Regions from separate parts of the Siniperca chuatsi genome. Here region 1 is linked to region 2. The links are chromatin contacts, called in public Hi-C maps. All regions are on one chromosome and are shown on one strand. The core of a region is the stretch at or near the end of the contact, and the rest is flanking DNA. Distances in the headings are between cores, read along the strand shown. Region 1 overlaps msna (moesin a). Region 2 holds the start of amer1 (APC membrane recruitment protein 1).

Region 1 (6,998 bases), core at 716-3,215, 45 kb before region 2:
TGCACCACTATTTAACATTACCCACTTTTTTTGTAACAGCCAGAATGTACTATGCACTGTGCTGTGTAACTTCCTCATGTTACTCTGGACCAATGTACCATGAATCACTCACTGGACTTCCCTCTACATTCACTTCCTTAATACACAAAGTGACTGAAAATTGAATATACTGTATAAAAACTGTTCAGACTGGATTACAGAGTGGACTGTTGTTCTTGTGGAAGCTCAGCTTTTTCAATGTGCCTGTATGTACCAGACTGATCAAAATGTTCCACCAATCTCTTTGCAGCAGCATGCAGGGGAGGAAACATCAAGTCTACAGGGATACAAGAAAGAAAAAAGCTGGCTGTGATGAACCCAGATGGCTTGGGGAAGCCAATAGGAGGAAAAGGCCTAAACTGAACTTGATCTTAGATAACAACTGCCACCATAGCTATGGTGGTGAGTGCAGCCATGCACCATGCATTTTAGAAGGTCCTATGAATACTTTACAATAATTCTTTTCTAAATACCCCCATCCTCAGCCAATCAAGAAGGCACCAGCACCCTGATACAGTTCCGTATGTGAACCACCTTCACTAAATGCTAAGGTCTGCAACATATAGCATCCTGTGACTCATGCAGTAACTATGCAAATGTACATATCATCTACATCTGCAAAGTGAAGTGAATGTTCCTGGAAGGTGTAGGCTATAGTAGTAGTAATATTGTATAGTATAGTATATATAGTATAGAATAGTATAATATAGTATAGTGTAGTAAAGTATAGTGTAGTGAAGCATAGTGTAGTATAGTATAGAATAGAATAGTATAGTATAGTATAGTGTAGTGTAGTGTAGCGTAGTATAGTATAATATAGTATAGTGTAGTATAGTATAGTGTAGTATATAATAGTGTAGTATAGTATAGTATAGTATAGTGTAGTGTAGTGTAGTATAGTATAGTATAATATAGTATATTGTAGTATAGTATAGTATAGTATAGTATAGTATAGTATAGTGTAGTGTAGTGTAGTATAGTATAATATAGTATAGCATAGTATAGTATAGTACAATATGGTATAGTGTAGTACAATATGGTATAGTGTAGTATAGTATAGTATTGTATAGTATACCATAGTACAATCTTAAGAGGATGTATTAGTCTTTCATGTATGTAAGGGCCAAAATTTTGTTGAATAACTTTCAGTTGTTCTAACGCTGTATTGCAGCACTACTTTTATTATATCTCACAGTTCAAATACAACATGTTAAAACTGTTAACTAATATCAGTAAAACGTAGTATGTCGTTATAATTGCCCAAACTTAACATACCTAAGGAAGTGGTGGCAGATCAGAAACCCTCAAATGATTTGCTGAAGGAACAACTTAAAGTTCAACATTTTTTTCACTTATTCACTTTCTTGCAGAGAGATAGATGGGAGGATTGATACGACTCTCATGTCTGTACGATAAATATAAAGCTACAGCCAGCAGTCGGTTAGCTTAGCTTAGAAGACTATAAAAACAGGGGGAACAGCTAGACTGGCTCTGTCCAAAGGTAACAAAATCTGCCTACCAACACCTCTAAAGATTTGTTTGGAAAGGCACTGACAAGCAAATTATTTGGTTGTTTTGGCATGAAGGATTGTTGGTCACATGATTTGAATGTGCAGAGGGCAGTGAAAACTTTTACATTGTTACAGATCAGCCATGAGTTCCCAGAATGCCCTAATGCACAATAATGCTATGACCCAATTTATATTCATATTGAACATTATTTTAATATTATACTCTATTTTCAAAACTCTAGTTTGGTCAAATTTAGAACAAGATATTTGACACTTTGAGAATAAAGTATTACAGTAAAGGACTTGAAGGACAATGGGATGTAGTTAAAGTTCCCATCTGACAACTTGAAGAAGAATGAAGCAAGGAAGCGAGGAAAGCTAGTAATCCTGACTTTTTCTATGCCAAACACTGAAGTATATACTATGAGTTTTGTTCATACAGTAAGGCTCATTGCAGCTTATCTCTAAGTGGCAGTTCAGAGTGTGAACCATTTCAACACCATTTTCAGGACACTAATACCACAAATATAGAGGAAGTTGGAGATGAAACAACACCACCTCCCTTTGGTGTTGAGAAAGAGATGGTTGATTTTCATCAAGTCGTTCAACAAGAATGAACTGAATTTCCTATTGCAAAAATAGCTGATACCTTAACTTAACTTAAGTATTTATTTAGCTACCACGAATAATTGAATTAATGTTGTATAATATTTAGCTACCACAAGTAGAAAAGGGAAGTACTGTCCATACACTGCAATTATTTTCAGTTCTTTTTCATTTAACATACTAATGACAAAATGTTATAAAATGTTAAATGCTGTTGCACTCAGGTGGCAGGCGCTTATGGTTGTGGAAATGTGCTCCTGTTTAAGTATAAGAGGCAGAAGCTGTCTGCATCTGCACCCAGATTCATAGGTTTTAAACTACAAATCAAACAGAGAGTTTTTTATTTGCTTGCCTGTTAGTCACTGGGTTTATTATATATTTGAGTTTTGAGTCTAGACCTGAATACTCCAAGTAGAATAGTTTCAGAGGAAAAAAATCAACTCTGGGAGATATTTCAGTGTTTACCGTTTTAAAATGTTTGCAGAAAAATAATTTGCAGAACAATTTTCCATACGTAGTGAGGGTCTGGATGGTTTTGGAGGTCCTGTATGGCCATGTTTTATTATCTGGTGAATGAGATCCTGCTAGTTTTAAAATTCTATTATGAGAAGTTGTTTTGGTAAAGTAGAGAACAATTAACCTCAATGTCAAATTTCTTTAAATGTTTAAGCATACTATATACAGATATGTTCACTATCGATTAACATGACCTTTATATTTATGCCAATCCAGGTATCACTGACCAATAGTTCACTGATGTGAAGAAGCCCTCATTGCAGGCTGAGGGTAAACTGCCACCATGTGGCTCATTGCAAGACTGCAACTAGAAGTACAACAGCAGGTGTGATGATGACTTGGATTAAATCTTGTTAACCATAGGGCCAAAAGTGGATCTGATGAGTATAATTGCTATAATGTGGAGTCCCTGTAAACATATTAATGAACTGCATGTCAAGATAAATTTAAACTTAAGAAATATGGAGTATATGAGACACGACATGAATGAAATTGGTTTTATACTTCAATTATTGCAGAAATGGTAGTCATCAGAATCAGAATCAGTAGTATAATAGTATTAGCTGTAAAATGCAGAAACCGTCAGGACAAGAAAATACAGTTTAATTAGACTTTTATTAATTTTTTTATCCTTGGTGAAAGGAAAAATTGAAGCAGCAAGATCTGATGAAAAACCTGGGCAAGGCACTGTCTGTCAATTTACAATATTAATTATGTTTCAGTCCTTTTTGCTTCAAGACAAAATATTGAGTAGCATCTTTAAATTCATTTCTTTTTCACACATGATCACTTGAGTTCAAATTACACTTGATTCTTAAAAGAAGGCTGTCAATACATGGTGCTTCAGGTAGAACATACAGTGTAGCATTATAAAAGTTATTGTCAAAGGCATAGAAAGGTATCCAAAATAGCAACAACTGCATTTTTATATTTCACGGCAGACACAAGAACTATACGCAGCAATGGGCAAGAATACTGTATATCAAAATGCATCTTGGTACAAATGACAAATGTTCATTCAATAAGAGAAATCAAAATAAAATAAAAAGAAATATTTATCACTAAAATATATTTACTTTGAACTTCAAAATAGTGAAAATAAATCTTCAAACCCTAATTTCTAAGTATCCGAGAACAAGCAAAACCCTATGCACGTCTGAATGCCAAAATGTAATCTGGGACAATTGCACAAGGAAGTACATTATGTTAATTTTTGTGCAAAATGTTTTAGTCTGGTTTAAAATTTCCATTCATGGTGTATTGTCTGCCTATAGCAATATACCATGAACAGCATTTCCTGTAGCGGCTGGCTTTTCATTGGTCCTATCACAGGCTTTCGCGTGTTGCTTGTCCCATCAGCTTACTGTCACAGCAGTGAACTGCTCAATTAGTTTACAACAAAATACTGTTTTCAAAATGCTGTTCTTTCTGAACAAAAACTGCTATCTTTGACTAGTACTTCTAGATTTTATCATACAAAAATATCCTCAGAGGTGTCTATTTTTCATCTTCACATCTGAAAAATCCAAATTACAAAATACACAAATGTAATTAAATACATAGAGTATATCAAAAATGCATGCATTGGGAACTGTGCCCATCTAGGCCAGTAAGTCTGTTTTGACTTATTTTGCAAAGGTAAGTTATGTTTTTCCAGTGCACATTTAATGAAATGATTTTATTTTATGCATCAACTTCTATGAAGATTTTGTGGAAAAAAGGTTCCTTCTGTGACACATGACTGAGCAATTAAGATTAAACTACAACTTTTACCTTTACAAATTACTTTATTGGCATTTGTTTACCAACAAAAGCCAACTTGACATGTTACAATTACAGTGTAATTCCTTATGCTGTACCGGTTATATCAATGCAAAAAAACAAAATCTCACTGATGAGCAGAATTGAAAATTAAAAGCAGGCGAATTAAACTAGGGTAAAACTCTTATAGGTTCAGTACAATCAACTTCAAATGTCTGATTAGTTTTTTAAATTGAATGCTGAATTGAATTGATGATGATACTGATTAACACTCAATTTTAGAAAAAGTGACAAGTGAAAGTTTCTACAGATGTGGGCTGTGTAGATATATAGATATAGACAATACATGATTTTTATTAGATTTTGCAGGTAAAATTTCAACCTCATTTATTCAGTGTATGCAGGCTAAAAACTTCTAGCTAGTGATTAAAATGCTTTTCAGACACCAGATTTGCATTAGTTGCTTCATAACAAAAATTCAACTTCTTTTTCTTATGTAACATGACAGGGAGCCTAATTGTGGACATATCTAAGAAAGATTGTTTCAAATATTGTACAAGGCAAACACATAGGATGTAAACCTTAGGATTCTAGGATTTTAGGTTATGCCATATCAAGTTCATTCTGTCCACAACGCTACGCAGATTTAAAAGGAAATTAATTTGTTTAATAGCAAACTTCACACTAAAGCCTTGTAGTCTGACTAGAAGGTGTTCAGAAATGTAAAAACAGACAAAAAAATCTACATGATAATGATTAAAGATAATTGACCTTTAATATCACCTTGTGAGTGGGGTGTAAAGACTGTATGATTTGTAACAGTTGGCAGATTCTGAATACAGTCAAGTAAAGTAAATAAATTGTAAATTTGCAAAAAATAATACTGCTCAAATGAATGCTCCACACAGACAGATTACAGTGCATTTGGTTTTAAACTACGGGCAACGGAACATGGAAGAAATATTACTGTCTGAAAAATCCAACTCGCTGTGAAGAACCATTGCATGTGTACAGCAGAAATATGTCTACAGGCAGCTTTCAAACTGAAATTTGGATTGGTCTCTGTGTTTTATTTTGAAATCATGATACAAAAAATGTGACAGAAATATATAAAGAAATTACAAATGCTTACTCAATGAGTTATGAAATGAGGCGTGAGCCCAATACTAATATGCTACATAAACCCCTTGTGAGGAATGTACTAATAAAATACAGTATGTCCCTTTTCAACCAGTGACTTGCCTAAATTCAAAGTTAGGAATGATAACAAATGGAGTTTTCCAGATCCATATTTGAACATTGTGCTGTGCTTGTGCAACCATGTCATGTTGTGGATCTGATTTGTTTGGGTACAGAGGAAACAGCTTGAGTGAGGCAGGACTGCAGTCCAGGCAAGAATGGCCCATCTGTATGAGCTTTAGCATTGGTGAATGCAGGCATCACATGCATTCAAACTCATCAATACGCTGTTTGGTGTTTCCTGACCGGATCTGTCTGAGGGTCTTGTACTTGTCTCGTCCTGCTCGCATGTTCTCTGCATGGATGACGTCATTCACTGTTTTCTTGCTCTCATCCCGAGCGTTGGCCAACTCTGAGCTTAAAACCTGGAAATACAGTCATCACAGCATTAATACATCTCACACCACTATGTTATTGTGACTCATTATTATCCCTGAATGTGCAAAATATTTATTGACAGATCAGATTTATCTTCTATATGAGATATGAGTGAAGACTTACGAGTAGGTGTTTCTGCAAACGTTCGTTCTTCTCAGCCTCGGTCATGCGCTCCTCTTCGCTGCGGTCCTTGTACGTGGCGGCAGTGGTGAACTCGGCGCTGGCCTCGGCGCTGCTCTCGTCGTTTTCGTCGTGCTCGTTCTCTGCGTTGAGGGGCTCCTGAATGTGAGCCGCCATCACTTTGTTTTTAAGCTCTTCTTTGGTTTTCTCCAGGTCGTCCTGCACCATGGTAGCCTGGGGGAACAGAGAATGCCAACAAGGTGATTGCACATATTTACAGGGCTCGCTACCATTTCGACTATATCCTTGTTAAGATAAGTAGACAGAGATTTAATGGTCCAAAAAAACCTGACAGAAATATATATATTTTTAAAGTAGTACTGTTTCTTCACTGGCAAAATATAAGTCTACAGCCATTCTAGCAGCTCTGTGAAGCTGTACTTAGGCATAGTGGTGCTTAGAGCTAAATGCTAACTTCAGCATGCTAACATGTTCACAATGACAATGCTAAAATACTTGTGTAATGTCTACCATGTTAACGTTCTTAATTTAACAACTTAGCATGCTAACATTTGCAAATTAGCACTTTAAACAATATAAAGTTGATGGTAATAGGAATGTCATTAATTTTGCAGGGATTTGGTTATAAATTAGCCTACTGCACAAATTGAAATTTTGACCCGATGATGACAAGTTAAGGGATCACCAAAGTGATTACAATTCATCCTGAGGAGAACATGAATGTCTGCACCAAATTACATGGCAATCCATCCAATAGTTGTCCATTTCCCTAAATGTCCTCATGGTGGAGCTAGAGGAAAAGTCAGT
Region 2 (6,284 bases), core at 2,017-4,516:
TGCAGGTATAGCAAATTTCCTCTGACGCATTATTTGCCCAGAAATCATTAAGACACTCCTCATCCAAATCTTCGGGTGAGGCCATTTCTTCTCCTCCACCCTGATAAGTAAGATAACAAGAGGCCCTCTTTCCTCCATTTCTGCTCCTTTCTCCAGAAACCGTGCTCTCTGTGATGCTGTCATCTTCTTGATCTGCAATAATGTCCCCACAGCCAGTGAGTGAATCAAAGCTCTTTAATGATGCAACATCTCCAAAAATCAGGTTTAGCTGATCCGATGAGCCAGCGGGTGTTTCAGACTTCAATACAGGCTCAGACATCATCTGAAGTTTCAGACAAGGCTCGCTGTGGCCTCTAGAACTCTCCTCATATTCTCTGGAAACTATGGCCACCAAATTCATTTCCTGCATTTCATCATCACAAATCTGATCATCAAGCTCAGACTTTGGGCTTACTTGCTCCTCGCTCTTCTCTGATGCCATTGCATCAGCATCAATACATTCAGGGCCAATGGAAATATCACATATAACATCTGCAAAATCAGGCACATCAGGTTCAGATCCCAGGCACTCTGTGACATACTGGCTGGTGTTGTTCTGGACAACGGGCACCTCTTTCTTGCAGTGACGAGAGGACATTGCAATCATTTCAGTTTTATCCAATCCACCATTTCTATGGTTTCTGTGATGCTTCAAGCTGTGAAAAAGACCCCTCAAACCCTTTTTCTGCCGGGTGAGAGTCAGTGATTTCTGGTCAGCAGTGGGGTGACGACATTCATTGCGGCAGCTACTGTGGAGCTCTCCAGCAGAGTCCCTCTGGCTGTGGTACTCAAAATCTCCAACTGAGGTGTAGCCACTTCTCAGATTGTCATCATGACTAACCTTACTCAGCCCATCGTGTGTTCTGCTTTTGGTGATTCCTTTCTTAGAAGACCACTTGTTCTGATTTTTACTCCTTCCTCCAAAAAAACTAGGTAAAAGACAGATACTTTTACGAACTCCAAAAAATGTCAGGGCAGTCCTCCTAAATCTTCCAGATTTCTGGGATTTCACCGTAGCATTCATCGTATCCGACTGAAGCTCTTCCGTGATGTCATCAGGGCCGCATCGGGAAAGCTGTTTGGAGACCGAAGCTAAATCCTTGGTGTCACTTGGCAGCTCATCCACCTTGCGAGAAGCCATGGCTACCACGTTTACAAAAGCAGTCCAACAGAAGGCATAGTAGCTGAATTTTCTAAATCAGCTGGTAGGATAACTGCAGTGAATTTGTCCTCCATCTGATATGAGCCCTGAATTGAGAAAGTTGAGACCAAAATCAATGATCAACTCAAATTCAACATTGACCACATTGATATGAAACAAACACATTTTTAAACTTATTTCCATTAGGGGGGTGGAATTTATAATACTAACTGGTGTCATCTGTATCACTGTGGCCATCAGCCTATTTTACTTTTTTTGACATCCACTAGTGTATGATGAGATGACAAGACACGTTTTTTTTTTCTTCCCTTCCCTGCTATTAGTTCAGCCTACTATTGGAGATGAGAGTCACACTTTTGTCAGCTAAAATGACTCAACCCTATATACAAAGAAAACAAATTACTACTTCATATTTTTTAACATATTCTCAGTCAGAGTGGATTTGCATGAGCCAGAGTCTCCCCTACTCTTCTCTCTATGACAACTCAGTGTCTGCATGGCTTGTTCTAGTGTGTGTGTTATGCTTTGTGTGGCCATGTGTGTCTGTCTTTGTGCCTTTCCTCTCTTTCAGACACTGGTGACTTGCAATGATGAAAAAAAGAGAAAATGTACAAAATGTGGTTACAGGCATAGGGCTATTAGGTGTTGCTTCACTTGTTTTTTAAAGCTTGCTTTATTGTGTCCCTTAGCAGTCTGAGCTGGAAGTCATGCAACCATGGCTCAGTACAATACTGTGCGTTGCTTTGCTGGTGTTCTAGATTTAGGAACTGTGTAGAGACCTCTGGTGGCATGTCTAGCGGGGTAGGTGTACGTTAGAGCCGAATGTGAGTTGACTATACAAACAATTAGGAATTTTCAATATATTAAAGGTTTCTGACTGCAAGTTCAAGTTTTTATGCCTCTGTGGTGTCTTGTTGTCTTACTTGCTTTCTTACCTCACTGTTTATTTTACAGTAAATTTTACTGTTTTGTCTTGGCACCTACTGCATGTACACCGGCCCTGGTGTATTCCCTGGTACAAGGGTCTGCTATGGCCTATTTTGTTTCTGTGTATGTTTAATGTGTATTTTTGCAAGTATGTTATGTATTTGTGGGAGAATAAAACTAAACTACACCAATAAATACAACCATATAGTATTGCAAAGCTATATCTAAACTTCCATGCATGCCAGAGTAAAATAAAGACAGACTAAGGCAAAACTATGTTTAGTCTACACAGTTACCTACAGAAGTGACTGATTGAACATTAATCAAATATAAAACAAAACCCGTAAGATTTTGACTTGTATTTTGATATAAAAGCCCAGGTGATAAAGCAACAGGCTAGAGATGTAACTATGCCACAGCTGTACAGTTGCTCTGCCACAATAAAGACCATCGGTGGCAGGTGGGTCGAAAATACTCCAAAAATGTACTTTAAAAGAGAGCATTAGCAAAGATAATAGACTGTAGCTAACAGATATATGTGAGACCGTAGTTTCCATGTAAACCAAACAAAATGCCACATTAGCACATTCAAACCACGGAGCTAACTGAGTCATGAAGTAAACAAACTTACCAACCAAAGCCAAAATCTCGCAGCAGGGAGCTCGTGTTGGTTTCTCGGCGAGGTGGAAGAGACGAGGTTACCTCTCAATGCATGGTTTCTGGTAACGCTAACTCGGCTTTAACTTTGGGTTACTGCAGCGGACTTGTGGTCGACTCGGGCCCCGGAGTAGCTTACACCAGATACGGTTTCATTTGTTTCCAGCTACCGTTAGCTAGCTGGGGTGTTTGCTAACTACGTTAACCCAAATCACCGGTGTGTTTGTGGCTGTAATGTGAGTCTGACAGTAGCTAGCGGTGGATAACGTTAAATAACATCGCAGCAAAACAGTATGGTGTATATACGCAAACCAACAGGGATTGGATTAATGTGTCTAGTTTAGCTACGCATGCCGATTTTACTTGAGATGTTAACAAAACCCCCAGCGTTTAAATGCTGGATGATGACTTCCTCTCCCGACTTCTCAGGTAATTTTCCCAAATCTCCTTCAGACTCCTCTCGGCGCATGCTAGTGACGCAACATGTGTGTAACGAGTGTTTTATAAAATAAAAATAATAATAGAATATTCAATCCGGAAAAAAACTCATAATTGCATTAATTTTAAAAACAATTAACGCCACTATTGTTTTTATAAATATATTTTTTCCAAACAAAGTAGGCAGGGAGAGTTCCTTCACCAATGTCTATCCATTCCAAAATACCCTTATTGCTAACATAGGACTTGGGTTAACCTTTATGTCCATTTGTACAATTTTGAAATCATTATATTATCCACACATCTATTATCTATCTATACTTATCTGTCTAGATAAATTGTTTGGTTCATGGTTTTATTTATATGCTTTACACATTGTATTACACATTTGTCTGCATGGGAAAGGGAACCTTAATGAGGTGAGATATTTTTTATCTGCTTAGGTGTAATGAAAACAATTGATGATTGGTGTGTCATCTGTGAATTGAAGAAAACGGTTTTATAAAGTTTTTTTAATATAAACTTTATTTATACTTATCAGAGCATAAACATTAGAACATGCCAGTGGGAAGACACACACACAAGACAAAAGACATAATATAATTAAATAAATAACCAAAACATAATAAATAAAACATGTGAGAGAAAACATTAAATGTAAAGGAAATGGGGATTATTTCAATATAATTTTTGACATTGATCATGAAAACAGAGAATGATGATTGATAGTTACGGATGTAATATTTAGCTAGAAGCAGGATAAGGTTAGAGTAAGAGTTCCCTGTCTTACAATCAGTAACCAAAGATAACATTTTCAAACCTTATGGATGTTTGCGTGGATATAGGCTACAGGAAATAATTTCCATGACTTGTTTCCAGAATCTCTTGGTATAATCATAGTACCAAGTGAAAAAAATCTTCAATATGAAGGTCACAGAAGGAGCAGTTCACTTCAATATCCTGCCTGAATCTTTTAGATACCTCTTGGTAGGGTGCAGAGTAGCAGTGTCACTTGCACACTTGAAATAAAAGCCTTCACTTTTTTTTTCAACATTTCGACTCAGATGTAAAAGTTATAAAGCAAAAGTTTGCTGTTCTCGAAGTTTTGAATGTTTAATGGACCGCTATTTCAGTAGCATAGAAACATTGGAAACACTTGAAGAATGCTGCATAGGTTTTTGAGATACCCTTTATGAAAGAGAAATATTTAAAAAAAACATTTTATAATTAAAATATTCTTCTTCAGTCACAATTACAATACATACATTTACAGCTAGTCTCACAGAATATTTTTTTTTTACAATGAAGCAATATGATGTCCTTTCAAAAATTTGTAAAACTTTATGCTACAGTAAAAAATCATTGTGATACAGTGCACAGTCTGGTATTATTTACAGTACAGATCTACTGAGAGTTAAATACGTTTTTACAGTGCAAGTACAGTGTTTCCAACCTGCAAACAAGCACCTAACTGCTTATTTACTATTGTGCTTTTATTTCAATACTATTTTTCAAAGTGCTTTTAAATTGTTTTTGGTCCTCTTCATGTATGTCCGCTGTGCTGGTGTTATTGTTGGTCTTCTTGAAACCAAGATTTTTTCCATCATGTATTTTCCATTCATGTTTTTGACTGCCGGACATCTGTCCACTCCATTTTGGTGCTTTGCAGTGCCTGTGTCTTCTTCTCATCCACCTGCACGTAATCCACTCTGTACTCATCAGACAGAAAGGGCTTCTGCTAGACACGGAGAGGGAGCGATGAGGAGACAGTGATGTGATGTGGTTACGTTTTAAAAACAGATTCCAAAGTGAACACGATACTGCTATACCTGTGCGAACAAACACTCATGTTGCACTTAATGTATTTAAACTACTGATGCTGTTTAGTGTACTGTAGAAATCTTTAGGATCATATCTTTGATCGTGCATTTCTTATTACAAGTTATGTTGTGCACAACATTCAATTCTTCAGTGCCATAATAGTAGCATTCTTGCATCAACTGCTTCAACATATCACAAGCAACAAGTCTTCAAAGACTGTTGATAGGGTTTCTTACCCTCAGAGTGAGCACTGATTTGGTCATTTGAATAGTAATAATAAGGGTCAGTGGAGCTAATAGTTGGTGGTGATTGTAATGATACACCCCTGCTGGGTGTGAGGTAAGGTTAAAAAAATTCCTTTTACAATGTCAAAGATGACTAATCTGTGGTTTTAGGTGTTCTCTCTCCACTTCAGACAGTGATTTCATTTGTTTCCCAGGATGCCTCGGCAACATCCATAGCTTGTAGCATTTAAGTGGTGCAGGTAGGAAGGGTGACAGAATAAGTGCTAGCAATAGAACATTTACATCAACAATGTTAGTCTTGTCAAGTTAAGACAAATCAAGAAGTCTGTTACTGTCTATACAGTAGGCTACAATAATAAGCCAGTGTCATTTATCTGATCAAAACATACCTTCTGCACAGGCGACGGGGATGCGGAATTGAAATCCAGTGACAAATAGTCAAGGTTTGATCTTCTCGCCCAGGGTTGAACCACTCCATCAAAGGAGATACAGAACTGTTGCATTGACTCCTGTCAGAGAAAGAAATAGATGAAGACCTTCCTGAATCATCCCTGTTCCCAGTTTGACAGATCTGAAATATGTACAGTTCCTAAGACTGCCTTAGATTGTTCATTTTCAAATTGAGATTAGGAAATCATAGGAAGCTACTTGTGTGTGCATCCACCTGATGCCTGCCAGCATGTTTTTGCAGGACAGCGCAGCTCACCAACACATGACTAATATGGTTCTCTTAAAACTTTATTCTAGGAAAATAATTTTCCATTTCCAGGAACAGCCTTGTACAACATCGCACTGTTACAACTTCTCACATCCTGAAAGGTCCCCAGTGCAATTACAATTTGCTGAGCAGAATATTTTAGAAGCACTCAGTCACTTTCCACACCCACATTCTTATGTGTGTGTATAGATTTGTGCACACCTCTCTCTCACCACTCTCAAATGGTCCTACGGTTATAAGAATGTCAGAGTTTGTTCTTTTTTAGTGTTCTGTAAAA

Evidence for each region. A called contact is a pair of places that touch in the nucleus more often than the background predicts.
Region 1: a Hi-C map of an unstated tissue shows a contact between it and region 2, with 2.2 times the contacts expected there. The contact joins the enhancer-like site here to the promoter of amer1 in region 2. A contact is called at or near these places in 2 of 3 Hi-C or Micro-C datasets (skeletal muscle and an unstated tissue).

The regions. Positions count from the first base shown.
Region 1 is chrLG14:9,739,713-9,746,710 of ASM2008510v1, reverse strand. It overlaps msna (moesin a), which reads right to left. Exons shown (of 13, transcript XM_044223556.1): 12 at 6,174-6,404; 13 at 3,269-6,037. The coding sequence ends at 5,873. Among protein-coding and RNA genes, the nearest start is that of LOC122888706, 5.7 kb to the left of the region's middle. Within about 2 kb of position 1,965, the one cell type or tissue checked has an H3K27ac peak away from gene starts, as active enhancers do.
Region 2 is chrLG14:9,696,412-9,702,695 of ASM2008510v1, reverse strand. amer1 (APC membrane recruitment protein 1) reads right to left here and starts at 3,266. Exons shown (of 2, transcript XM_044223547.1): 1 at 2,764-3,266; 2 at 1-1,287. The coding sequence starts at 1,180. gab3 (GRB2-associated-binding protein 3) reads right to left here. Exons shown (of 10, transcript XM_044223554.1): 9 at 5,679-5,798; 10 at 3,730-4,961. The coding sequence ends at 4,842.